2 separate regions of the Bombyx mori genome follow, and region 2 is linked to region 1. The links are chromatin contacts, called in public Hi-C maps. All regions are on one chromosome and are shown on one strand. Each heading gives the region's core, a stretch centred on a gene start, on an enhancer-like site or on the middle of the called end of the contact. The rest is flanking DNA. Distances are from core to core; before and after follow the strand shown. Region 1 has its middle 21 kb from the start of Nanoso. Region 2 has its middle 24 kb from the start of LOC101737149.

Evidence for each region. A called contact is a pair of places that touch in the nucleus more often than the background predicts.
Region 2: a Hi-C map of middle silk gland shows a contact between it and region 1, with 3 times the contacts expected there. The contact joins two enhancer-like sites. A contact is called at or near these places in 2 of 7 Hi-C or Micro-C datasets (middle silk gland and posterior silk gland).

What each region holds. Positions count from the first base shown.
Region 1 is chr15:18,011,124-18,018,270 of ASM3026992v2, reverse strand. No RefSeq gene overlaps it. Among protein-coding and RNA genes, the nearest start is that of Nanoso, 21 kb to the right of the region's middle. Within about 2 kb of position 3,975, at least 4 of the 8 cell types and tissues checked have open chromatin away from gene starts, as enhancers often do.
Region 2 is chr15:18,091,262-18,098,408 of ASM3026992v2, reverse strand. No RefSeq gene overlaps it. Among protein-coding and RNA genes, the nearest start is that of LOC101737149, 24 kb to the right of the region's middle. Within about 2 kb of position 4,213, at least 6 of the 8 cell types and tissues checked have open chromatin away from gene starts, as enhancers often do.

The DNA of each region.
Region 1 (7,147 bases), core at 2,726-5,225:
TGAAGAAGGACATGTCATAGCGTTCGGGAAACACCGTGGAGGGGAGCTCATTCCATAGCCGGATGGTACGTGGCAAAAAAGACCTCTGGAAACGCACTGTGGATGACCGCAGTGGCTCCAGGTAGTATGGATGAACTCTACTCCGGTGGCGGGCGGTGCGATGGTAAAAACGAGACGTTGGTATCATCTCGAACAATTCCTCAGAGCACTCCCCATGGAATTCATAAGCTTTAGTAATACAAAATAGTCACTACTGTTGCCCATAGTCATCAGCTATATGAGGTATCCAGCCAGATTACAGACAACGAGTTAGTTCTTGTCAAATATCGTTTGAAGAAGGGTCATAGTGCTAAGCTACCCCATGTAGATCGTTACATAGTTATTCTAATAGGCATAATGAAATGATGCGTTCTCGTTTGAAAACCTTTCGCTTTTAAATCGACAATAAGATTTAAGCTGCAATTATTGATTCGAATTTTGACGTTTATATAGATTATTAGAATTTAGCGTTAGTCTGCCTATGAACGCTACGAAAGATCTACTATACCTACGTTTGTTTTAGCAATATTACTAAGATGGTGCATTGGGGGTTTGCGCAGGTAAATACCGTTATAGTCCTTATTAACGCGTCTAAAAATCATTTATACTACATAGGATTTGAGCTGATATTTCCGAGTAGTCCAATTGAACTTTTTTTTATTTTGTGAAATCAATACAAAAATTATCATATTAAATCGCTTTATGTTCTGTTTTAGACCAACGTACGACCTCACAGACACAAATTCTAGGTTAACATGATTAATTACACAGATTTGAATATCGTGAGCGTTCTCCGGCATGACCGAGTCGGAGCTGCATTTAGATTAACGTTTTTTTAATTAAGCCATTGCCATGAACTTTTGTACAGACGGCGAAAAAATGAAACTTCTTAATTTCGATCGAATTTTGATAAAAGGAAACAATTGATCAAACTTTTTTTTTATTTCTCCGTGATTCCACATAGTACCCTACACGTGTGATGGTAGTGCTGTGGATGCTTATTAATAAAAAAAACGAATAAGGATGGCCTCCGTACATATGTAGTATGTCTTCTTTTGTTTTTGTAAAGACTATCTTTTTAAACTAGAGCTCAGTGATGCACTTGCTATTACTTCAGAATAAACATGACAGATAAGGATGTGGAGTCTCAGTACAACTGTAGCTCGTGCCGTTTAAAACATACGAAGTTTTGAGCTGTAAGCATTTGTGAGCACGCATTGTGAGTAAATTAAATCGAACATATATCCGTATATTATGAATGTTAACGAATGAATTAGGTCATGTAAGTATCGGCTATCGGTAGAGTTGCTCTAAATTATTTAAGTCAACTTGAAAAATTGTCAAAATCTATCTACAACCTTGACCATGACATCAACACTTCCGTTTGTAAAGCAGTGCCGTGTTAGAGCGAGACGGAGCAAGTAATTGGAGTAGTTCGAGCGGGACGGCGATACGAGAAAGTGTGCCACTGACCCACTTTGCGAAGACATCCGTAAACATGCGATTTGTTGCGTGAGAATGCGTTTTGTGCTCACAAACAGTTTGATGCTTATAAAATCGTAAACCTTAATAAATACGGCTAGAATTCATTAATATAAAATAAAACTTCAAGTCTGCACCTTATCTACTACTAGCGACCCGCCCTCGCTTCGCTTCGGAAACTGTAATTTATTATTAATTTCTCCACTATTTAATGGATGTTATTATACATATAAACCTTCCTCTTCAATCACTCTATCTATTAAAAAAAACCGCATGAAAATCCGTTGCGTAGTTTTAAAGATTTAAGCATACATATGGACGATAGCAGATATAGGGACAGAGAAAGCGACTTTGTTTTATACTATGTAGTGATGGTAACAACTATAATCGTGACTATATTTTTTTTGTGCGTTTATTCCGTGATGGCTACCGTAGTACAGTAGAAAAAGAATTATACCCTTTGTTCACGATTCAATATAGTGAAACACAAGCTGTAGGTCTGCACTAAATATGTAGTAGAAGATTTCAGATTATACACACCCGGCTCGTAGGTACAATTAATAACCGTTATTTATCTTTAAAAATATTAACTCAGGTAGGTTGGAATAACCGTAATGCATGTACAAATTGCAACAGAAATAAGGACATTAATACCATCGTGGATAAATATTTTGTGGGCAGCGTTGTATAATGTAAAAACTGTTTTTTTTACCGTTTTTATTTGCAATGTAGGTGAGTATTTTGGTAAGATGTGCCTCTTACGGGAAATATGGCGAGAATTTATCGTGAGTGTAGATTTAGGAACTCGTTATTTTGCGAAGCGGGTTTGGAAATAAATAATTTTAAAAATATCTCGTTTTTTATTTAATGTTAAAGCATATTGTATTTAGAATGTATATAATTCCATGTTCATATTTCGGTTTTCTTCATCATTATTCATGTGGTGTGATCATTCTGCGGTTCCAAGCCAACGTTTCTACTTTAAAGTGTAAGCTGCCATCACCAATACCACAAAAAAGACGTATTAATTATTTACGTCTAATTTCTCCAATCTTACTTTTAATTTACCTGCTGTGTCTATCGTCAAAAATACTTTTGTTTTAAGTTTCAATATATGTAGGTATACACTTTTTAACGCGTCCAACAATTATTGAGATAATTTTATTTAAACATGACTTTTTTGCTTATTTCTCTTTTGTTTTAAATGAGTAATAAAGCCCAGAGAAAATATCAAATGTACCTAAGTGGAGAAAAATAACGTGGCTTAAAGTTTATCAAAAAAGTTTTATGCACTAAGCTATATAGCAAGTAAATCTCTGTAGGTGTGTGGTATCTATAAAAAATTGCACCACCCCTGTCTTTCAGAGATTGTGGTACACAGTGGCTAAGGGATTCCCGGCGAAAAGGGCAGCAGTGTTCTCTGAGTATTAAACTAGAGTACAGTGATAGCACCCATAGACACAACCCACTGAGTTTCTCGCTGGATCTTCTCAGTGGGTCGCGTTTCCGATCCGGTGGTAGATTCTTCGAAGCACTGCTCTATCTAGGGCCATTGTTAGCAACACCTTCGACTTGAGCCCCGAGAGCTCACCTACACGCTAGGGTAACGGTGATATAGCCTCTCAAGGCTATCAGCATAGCTAGGAGAAAAAAGTGATAGTATTGGGTGACTCGTGTTGTGAGCTCGCATGGGTACCGCCATCCTGCCTATTTCTGCTGCGTTAATGTGTTCCAGATGGAAGGGTGGAATAGCCGCAATGTAATGAATTGAAACTTGCACGCACTTCGACCTCACGTCCCAAGATATGTGCCACTATATTCTTTGTGTCTTTAAAAATATATAAATAAATAATAACAACAAAAAAGAAAAGGTTAAAAGGTAATAAAGTTTAAAAGTAAAAGTCTAGGAGTTTGCTATAAACTATAATACTTTAAATTTATATGCTGACCTCGTTAGCTATGCTTCTGGTAATGCTGATGTTCAAGAGCGACAGAGGCCACTCTCCATCCTGCGAATCCAATGCTGATCTGCCTTCGAAGGCAACAAGGCACTTCAACACGCCAGCCCTAATAAATCTTAACAATTAACAAATGTGGTAGGACCTCTTCTGAGTCGCGCATTTACGTGGTAGATGTCTATGGGCTCCAGTAAACACTTAACACCAGGTGGGCTGTGAGCTCGTCCACCCATCTAAGCAATAAATATAAAAAATGTTAAAGATTTTTGTTATTCTGGGCCTAATTCGTGCCGAGTTCATACTCGTCTTGTTTGTGTATTTCTCACTCAGTCAAAAACAGGCAGCTAAACCTGCCGATAACCATAAACCTCATTTGACGGTCCTGAATACGTAAGATCAAGGTTCGTTGATAATCAAAAGCCGTATTCCGTCGAGCTGCACTTGTTTCGTGATGCGCGTTACAACCGGCGTGCCACATACGAGCGGACAGCGTTTCGCCAATAACTGTGTCAGACTTTGCAGGGCGAGAGTGAATGCGGGTACAGTTAGACGCCATGACTTTTACTTTCCTACCCCGCCCCGCCCCGCCGCGCTCCTCCCCGCGCCTCTACGCGCGTTTCATTTGCATTTTACCTCTTGTGTTTTATGCTGGCCTGGTACTAGGCAAATGTTTTTAGAATTGGACTTTGGGATGCCAACACATAGACTTATACTTACTTCTGTTGAGAAAGATAGAAGCCTCCATTACTTTAAAATACGGTTATCTGATTTTCCACAGAAATATGATACTTTAAATTTGTATAATATTGTATGGAAATTCTAGTTTTTAATAATAATAATGCATTCTGGCTGTTATTAGGAATCACTACTTTATTAATAAGTCCAATATACAGTTTTACCAACAGCCTAGTGATAGTGACACAGCAAAAGCACGCTAAAACTTGAACATTAATTGTTGAACATAAAAAATTCAGAAATTCTACGCTTCAAACTAAAACGCAAGTTGCAGCCGATTTAATCAGAACGGCGACTTAGATAGAGCTCTAAGCCAGAAGAGACTTCGTTTTCATGTTTAGCCTACTCATCATCATCATTATCCTGCCCTTCTCCCAATCACCTGGGGTCGGCGCAACATGTTTTCTCCTTCCATACTCTTCTATCATATACCATTTCTTCGCTCACTCCCCTCCTACCCATATCGTCTTTCACACAATCCATCCATTTCTTCTTAGGTCTACCTCTTCCTCTATATCCTTCCACATTCATAGTTAACACTCTCTTAACAACCTCATTTTCATTTCGTTCGTTTCATTTCATGTTTAGCCTACTCAATGCAATAAATAAATAATATACCCTCAGGACACTGTTTTGAGCTCTCTGGAGGCACATGATTTTGATTTGCTGGCTGTCGACCACAGTTGGTTTCCATACGTCCAGATCAGTTTTATTATTGAGCAATACACTCTTAACTTGTTGGATAGGGATAAGGCAGCCTGTCTACCCAGAAGCCAGAGTAGGTTTTCAAATCTAATGTTAATTTCGTTACGCTTCGTTTTGATGTGGTCTTTCCATGTCATCCTTCGGTCCAAGTGAAATTCAAAGTACTTAACACAGGTTGATTGCGGCAATGTATCGTGGCTGAGTTTGACTGGAGGACAAGTATCACATCTTAGGGTAAATGTGATGTGAGAATTGGGGGCGCTTGCTTTTATGCGCCACTTGGTCAGCCAAGTGTTAGTGACATCGAGCTGGGTTTGCAACAGTCTGGTCGCTTCATTAGGATCACAGCTACAACTGAGGAAGGCTGCATCATCGGCAAAGGTTGCTACCGCTTACAATACAAATCAAATACAATACAAAATACAAATAAATGATGAGGTTAATCTCACCCCACCTGAGTAGGTCCGTGATCGCCCTTGGTGGGTGGAAAGTGAAGCGCTTCTAGTGAAACTGACCAGCTAATCCTTCTTTCATAAAAAAGTATGTAATACAAAAAAAAAATATGGTATTTGAACTAAACATCTGAATCGGCTCAGTCAAGGCACATCGCATGCACCGGGCGACTTATCCTTTAGGCCACGACAACTTCGAACCTTTAAAACTAAATTAGAGGCACAGATGACTGGCATTTGTACCTATAGTGCTTACTTTTATACACTTTCCTTACATATATTATGTTGTGTAGGTACTATACAATGAAAATAAAGAAATCAATAAATGATATCGTTCGAGCGACGCTACTTTTATTACGACGAAGCTTATGTTAAAACAAAGGCTACAAAACGGTAATAAACCAAGTAAAATTTTTATTTATTGCATAGATAGGTTGATAGGCTAACGGTCCTTCTCGTGTTAAGTGGTTACTGAAATCCATGTCCTACCTTTCCAACCGGAATTTTAATTACAAAACTAAAAACAAATGTTTGCAGTTTTATAATATTTGTGAGTATGCAACGAATAGCTACTTCAGTTTCCTAGTACTTCATGGATCCACATATTTTCCGTTGCATTAATTACATTGCGCGCTAACGTCATTGATTAAATGAAGTGGTTGTATTGAAGTTTGAGCTGAAAGTGGTGCAGTAACAGAACCATTTGTTTTATTGACCTTGTAGGCAAACGACCATTACTAGATGGTGAGTGGTGACCGTCGCCCGTCGACTTCAGTAATGCCAAAGGCAGAGCCAAGCTGCTTGCTGCCTAGCTGCCATTTTTTGCAGTAATAGTACTATGTTAAAGTGGAGATTACAAGATAATTTAACCTAATCTAAAACAGCCCGCGCTCGAGTCTAGCATGAGATACAGCACATCCGAAGCAGTCTACGGGAGAGGGGATCCTTTCGGGCGGAGTGCTTGTCTCCCTGCCCCCACCGGGCGCAGAACCGACGGTCCTCGGCGTCAAGGCGATCAAGGCGGTCCTTCTCAGTACTGTGCTGTCGCTTACATTTCTTGTGTGATGTTAAGACAAATGCAATAAAATGCCATTTCACCAGTTTAGACGTATGTGTCAGACCAGAGAACTTTTAAGGCAAAAAAAAAGAAACTAGTGGCTTCTCGGGCTTGGCACGAGTCCGTCGGGATAGCGTTCTGAAAGCACACAACAGAAGTTACACATATTTATATTAATTATTCCTGAAATGGTTGCTTCTTCGTTTCAAATTGACGACAGGAACATTTAACCCCTAATTCACTCACAAGGCAAAATTTTGCCAAACCCCGAAATTATTTCTAACCAGAATCAGGTATATGAAACTTCGTGATTCTTACTTAGAAAATGACGAGCTTCTTTACAAACGCTCATCCCTGACTTTACCTCCTTAGGGATGAAATTTCCAAAAATCGTTACAACACAAAGGCATGTACTGCCAAAAATTCAAGATTTTCCTTTTTGTTTTTTGTTTCTTAGATGTATGGACGAGCTCACGTCCACCTGGTGTTAAGTGGTTACTGGAGCCCATAGACATCTACAACGTAAATGCGCCACACACTTTGAGCTATAAGTTCTAAGGTCTCAGCATAGTTACAACGGCTGCCCCACCCTTCAAACCGAAACCCATTACTGCTTCCCGGCTGAAAAAGGCAGGGCGGTGGTCCCTACCCGTGCGGACTCACAAGAGGTCCTACCACTAGTATATATTTTTACTATTTTATGATGCATATAGTAAAAA
Region 2 (7,147 bases), core at 2,964-5,463, 80 kb before region 1:
CTAATTTTTTTCGAAAAAGTTATAGCATATATCACTAGGGAATAGTGTAGCTTCCAAACAGTGAAAGAATTTTGCAAATCGGTTCAGTAGTTTCGGAGCCTATTCAATACAAACAAATAAATCTATCCTCTTTATAATATTAGTATAGAAGTATAGATTTTAGGACCTCTTATGAGTCTGCACGGGTAGGTACCACCACCCTGCCTATTTCTGCCGTGAAGCAGTAATGCGTTACGGTTTCAAGGTTGGGGCAGCCGTTGTAACTATACTGAGACCTTAGAACTCATGTCTCAAGGTGGATGGCGGCATTTACGTTGTAGATGTCTATGGGCTCCAGTAACCACTTAACACCAGATGGGCCGTGAACTCGTCCACCTATAAAGCAATAAATAAAAAAACAATGTATATCAAGTACCGAGTACCTATTTGTCTTTTCTTATATACTACCCGTTTGTCTTGGAAGGCAAAAAAGTGAAACTGGTATTTATATCACTCAACTATTGGCGCAAAATGGGCTTATTTCTTGAGAACTAGCACTAATAGTGCCCAAAAGTAGTATTCATATATGTACACAAATTTTATTTTATTTAGTGTCTGTGAGCATACGGCGCATCTGATCTTAAGTGTTTATTTACCGAAGCCGATGGACCCGAACGCCATCCTTCATCATCTAGTATCAGGTCGCATACGATTGCATACGATGATGGTTCTTTTCACTTATTTAAGGACGACGTGTGAAAGAGCGAGTGCATGTCGCCGTCTCTCTCGCACGACCCTGCTTAAATCGATGACATCATGAATAATTTTGTGCAACCTTTTTGTTACTTTCCTCAATCACCAGAGTCAAAAGGTTTCGTATTTTATAATAATAATTAGTGAACGAAAACATACCTAAATAATTGTTTTAAAAGTAAATACGTATCCCTCCCTGTTAATGAAACTTTATTTATACAAATTAAACAATGGAAATTATGATTGAAAGTTCATCTACCTTAAATAAGAGTTTCGAATAATGTAAAAACACTTCTATTGTTCGTGGAGAATGGTCAATACACCGGGGGTTTCCTTGGTGGGTAAAACAGGTCGTTGTCATGGCAACGACGTGCACAACAATAAGTCGTGTTTATATGTTCTCGTTAAACATTGATTTACCTTTAAAATTTAGGGGATTTAACGAAAAATCCAAATTATATCATTAGGGACTGTTATATAAGTCGTCGTAGCCTAAAGGATAAGTTATCCGGTGCATTCGTATCTAGCGTTCGTATCCCGCAGACGGGTACCAATTTATCTAATGAAATACGCACTTAAGTAAAATTCGCGATTGACTTCCACGGTGAAGAAATAACATCTCTATATATAAAAATGAATTGCTGTTCGTTAGTCTCGCTAAAACTCGAGAACGGCTGGACCGATTTGGCTAATTTTGGTCTTGAATTATTTGTGGAAGTCCAGAGAAGGTTTAAAAGGTAGGTAAATATGAAAATGCTCGGAATTAAATAAAAATTACAATTTTGTTTTTCCTTAGATGTGCCCCCGGCGGACAGATTCCTTTTGTTTGTTTTAAGTTTATTTTATACAAAAGTTTAGGTCTTTTATTTATCGATTGAGGTACTGCGAAGTCTGCCGGGTCAGCTAGTCGTGTAATAAAAATCATACTCGCAAAATTATAATTTGCGTAATTACTGGTGGTAGGAACTCCTGTGAGTCCGCACGAGTAGGTATTTATAGGTAGGTACCCTACCTATTTCTGCCGTGAAGCAGTGATGTGTTTCGGTGTGAAGGGTGGGGCAGCTGTACTGTTTAAACTCGTCCGTTTAGGCTCGTCCTCCATCTATGCAATAACAAAAGAAGAAATAAAGAAAGACAAATTATCTTGTGCATCGAATAAACAACGCGTGCGTACAGAATATAAGGAGTATTTATAAATCATATTCACGAAATTAGTAGAGTAGTGAAGTGAATCCTTGATACCGAGGTGGGTTAGTGACCTTAATATCTGCTACATCAATAAGATCTTTAATGAGTTAAATGTCGCGACAGTACACAGGATATATCAATTATCAAAAAAAAGTGGTCAAGAATCTTCATTTTAAATAAATAACATTATTTATAGATAATCCTTTAGATTTTTGTGCAAACTTTTAATGTTTCAAGAAAAATAATCTTAATACCTGCGTAATAATTATTTTGACCTTTTTAGGTTTGTGTCCGGGCGGAGTCGTAATCGGCATACATCTTCTTAATGTTATCAAATGCAGACGGGCGTCGCCAAATTAAATGCAAGTGCTGTTTATATATATATATATATATATTAATACGTGAAGCAACAAAGGTACAAAGTTACCTCTTTTTGCGAAAATTGCGCCGACGGAGGAGCATGAAATTTCCCACACTTATAGAGAATATAGAGAAGGAGTGCAGAATGTTAATATTTTTTAGTCCTAGCAAAGAGCAGGGCTTCGCAGAATCTACCATCGGATCGGAAACGCGACCCACTGAGAAGATCCGGCGAGGAACTCAGCGGGCTGTGTCTGTGGGTTAGTTTACTCACCGAGCCCTTCTTCGCAAGACTCGCAAGCGACGGATTCGACGAGAACGATGACCGGTGCTTGAGGTACCTAAAAGCACCGTTAGTGGATCGGGAGGATCCGAAATGACGTAACTAAGACACATGAGATGGATGTCACAGTTGTATTCCACGCCCTGCCCGATTACGTACATCAACAACTTGTTATCGTTAGAGCGACTGCTCGTCTGCCACCGAAGATCAACAAATATATTAACTTACGGGTGCTTTACGTTTTATTTTGTTTAACTTAGAACGAACGCTTCAATTTCGAATGATAATTTTTAATTTTAATACTAAAGTTTTGTACGTTTTGTCATATTGAGCTATATGAGCTCGTGATGACCTCAGTTTTCATTTTTTGGTAGCATGTCAGCGAAAACAGCTATATCTAAATAATGGATTACAACAAACAAACGACTCAGAATTTATTTGTTTGACTCTTCGTGTCTCGTATATTTCTCGATTCGGTTCACGAAGAACAAAAACTTTACAGCTATATAATAGTTTTTAGGGAGAACGAGGGAGACCGAATGTTAGACCGGAGGGCAGTTCGCGGGTTGAAAGGTTGTTTTTGGGAACTTCAACGTCTGCAAATTGATCTCGTTAGGTCGAGCAATGATATAATGATACAGTGGATAATAATAATGTACAATAACATGTAAGATAAAGATTCTTAACCTAAGTTAGATGCAATGTTATTCGCTGCAAGTGTTAGAACGTAATTTTGAAACAATGAATAGGTTTTTATTGGTATAAACAGATTAACAGCCGAAGCCCTTGGAAATCTTGAAACGACAGGTCAAAATTTCAATTGTTTAAGATTGATATCGTCTATCACAACTTATGCCTTATGACTCCTTTGTTGTTGAAAATAGGTAGGTTGTTAGACGTACCCCGTTCGGGTTCAACTTGAGTCACAGCTTCAGAAATACCATAGATAATAAACATAAATTATTTGTAGATAAGCAATTCAAGTACTCAACAATAATGTTTACGGGCGTCGGCCACTAGATGGCTTCGCTTCGATTAGTTTCTCATTGCTCCTGTAGATGGCAGTAGTATACTCGTATTACCTATCCTATGTTTTATTTTTAACTAGCTGACCCGCCAGACTTCGTAGTGCCTCAATCGATAAATAAGAGACACATCAAAGGAAAAACAAAATTGTTTGTTTTTATATAATTCCGAGTTTTTTTTATATTTTCTCACCTTTTAAACCTTCCCTGGACTTCCACGAATAATTCAAGACCAAAATTAGCCAAATCGGTCCAGCCGTTCTCGAGTTTTAGCGAGACTAACGAACAGCAATTCATTTTTATATAATATTATAGAGATGAAAGTTTTTGTAAATTTTCAGAAACCACAAATTGTTAAAATTTAATCAATTTGTCTATAACAAAAAAAGCATTGTGTGATAATTTTTTTTAATTTTCTGTTTTTAGTTATACAATAATTAAATGTCTTAATTTTCACAACATATAAGTTTAGGGGCAACTAAAAGATGTCGCTAGTATCAATACAAAAAATATTTGTCATATAGTATCGCAATTTCAGGGCCCTGATAACTACTAATGCTGCAAGCCGGTAACATAAAGCGACTACTAGAAGTGATAAATGCTACTGCTAGTGACATCTGTGTACTTAAATAAAACTATTACTAGCGACATCTATCGACGCCATTAAATAAAGTTTTCCCACTCTGCCAATAAAATTAATTGTTGTTCATTTTTACATTAATTTCATTATGATGTATGTACTTTTAGAAACATTCTCACTCTTCACACTACTTATTTTTGTCAATCAGTACTACAATGTAATAAATATAAAATATTATTTTAGTTAGATATTGACTTAAATAGGTTTCACGGATAAGCGCCATCTCTTGTCAAACTATATAACTTTTAATGTGAGTTGAAAATGATTTGAGATTTTGGTTATTAAAACTACCGCTAGATGGAAACGAGAATAAAAACAAATGTCAAGGTGTGAAAGGCTTCTTAGCTAAAGCGAAATTTTTTAAGCTTTACAGGAGAGCCAGCTATTTTAATGGTTTAAACACAATTGAAGTTCGATTAAAAACATCGAATTGTGGTTGCTGATACTCGTACCAAATAAAACGGACCTTAATTACAAAGATAAATGTCGCGTATTAAGCGAAATGTCGCGTATTAAGCGAAATGTCGCTTAAACCACCTTTGTAGTGCTTTTCACCCCTCGATGTGATTTTCCTTTAACGCATTTTAATAGGTTTTAATTAAAAGTCATCATTTTAATGAAAGCAGTCTTTTATATAGGACATTTGAAAATTAGAATCGATATTCTTTGGAAATCTAATCATTTAATATTTCATTCCAAATACAAATATTCAGAGAGATTGTATTTAAAAAAATTAGATTCGTAAATAGCAGGCGATCGCTGATTTCCACAATACAACTGAGGGTATAATATGTCAGAACAAAATGAATCGATACCGCATGTTCCATGGGGAGTGCTCTGAGGAATTGTTCGAGATGATACCAACGTCTCGTTTTTACCATCGCACCGCCCGCCACCGGAGTAGAGTTCACCCATACTACCTGGAGCCACTGCGGTCATCCACAGTGCGTTTCCAGAGATCTTTTTTGCCACGTACCATCCGGCTATGGAATGAGCTCCCCTCCGCGGTGTTTCCCGAGCGCTATGACATGTCCTTCTTCAAACGAGGCTTGTGGAGAGTATTAAGCGGTAAGCGGCGGCTTGGCTCTGCCCCTGGCATTGCTGAAGTCCATGGGCGACGGTAACCACTCACCATCAGGTGGGCCGTATGCTCGTTTGCCTACAAAGGCAATAAAAAAAAACCTAATTAATAAAATTATACGCTCAGTGTCCTTAGTGCGAGTTTCTTAACGTTCTCGATAGCGTAAAAGTTAATAATAATAAAACATTTATTTCAGAAAAAATCCATAAATTAATAATAATACAATAGTCAGCACACAAACAGTTCAACAATACAAATAGAAAATGAACAATATACTAATTCAATTAATTAAATATACAAAGGAAATGAATTAGAAACACATAATTATATCAATACAGTAAGTAGTAACCACTCTATGTCAATATTAGCTATCATTATGTCAATCAGTTAATTAATTTGGAGAAAAAATAAAATAAAAAGAAAATCATACACATTTCATAATGAGGAGTAAAATAATAATAAGGATATGTCAGTCTTGTCCGGTAATTATACACATCCATTTATGTTGGATCGGACAATCAGCGCGAGAAGCAATCATCCCGAGGATGCCATTACTACTGTTTCTCACTCGTCTTAAAAAAGAGGCAACCTTTTTTCGGATTATAGCTTGATAGCCATCCGTCCGGGCATCAGCAAACATTTGCGACGCACTGCAGTAGGGGGGCAGCCGCAATAGCACCCTGAAGATGTTGTTATATTGAACGCGCAGGACCCTGGCAGCCCGTTGAGTATGATTCACCCATAGACTGCTCGCGTAAAACGATTGGCAAAATGCCTTAAACAAAGAAATTTTTACTGGGGAGGAGCACCGAGCGAATCTACGGGCAACCATGTTTCCTCGGACCGCCAATGCCCTGCGCTCCCGCTCCAAATCTGCGTCATCGGACAAATCATCCGTTACAATGTGGCCCAGGTACTTAAAACTGGTCACTCTCTGCGGTTCCTCATCATATAATTTAATTGAAGGAACACGAACTGGAACGGCCATTCCATACAAATATGAGCTAACTTTTACGCTATCGAGAACGTTAAGAAACTCGTAATGATCTGAGATACTTTGCTAACACTAGCCCTAGCAAAAGCAGTGCTTCGCAGAATTTACCACCGGATCGAAATCGCGACCCACTGAGAAAATCTGGCGAGAAACTCAGTGGGCTGTGTTTATGGGTTAGTTTGCCCGAAACATGTCTTGTCGGATCCCCCGGTTACACTATCAGTGCTTTTAGGTCCCTCAAGGAAGTATGTCATTAATTGTTAGTAACTCTTAAGATCTGTAGCAGAAAAAGACAAAGAAAATGAATCAAACTTTGTTTCAAATCGCTTGTATTTCTTTGCCGCAGTTTGCCTTCCTTGGCTTATCGGGGATCGAACAAGTAACTGCTACTGGCTCACCGACAAGCACGATTTTTTTATGTTTCACTTGAATCACTATAAACCTTGAATTACCTTTCAAACAACCTGCTCCACGCTTATAAAGAACAAAACATAAAATGGACAACAGTAGGAAATTGACAAAGAAAACGCTACAGGTGTATACAAAATTGTACAATGATTTAAAAAAAAAACAAATAAAAAACACGTTAAACAGTAGCTTCGAAAATAAAAATATTTTGGTGAGCATTTGTGTAGCCTTGTCGGGTCTCAGCGGGGCTTAGGAACACAGGTAGCCTTTTGTTCTGAAATTATTGTTGACAGGTAAAAAATATAAATGGCTTCCGTGACATTTCTTACGTCAAATGTCAAAAGAATTGTCAATTTTTTGCTTGCGCAGCACATTAGGTTGGAGTCACAGAGTTCTTTACATTAAACTGGACTCGGCTATGATGAAAGAGTGTAAA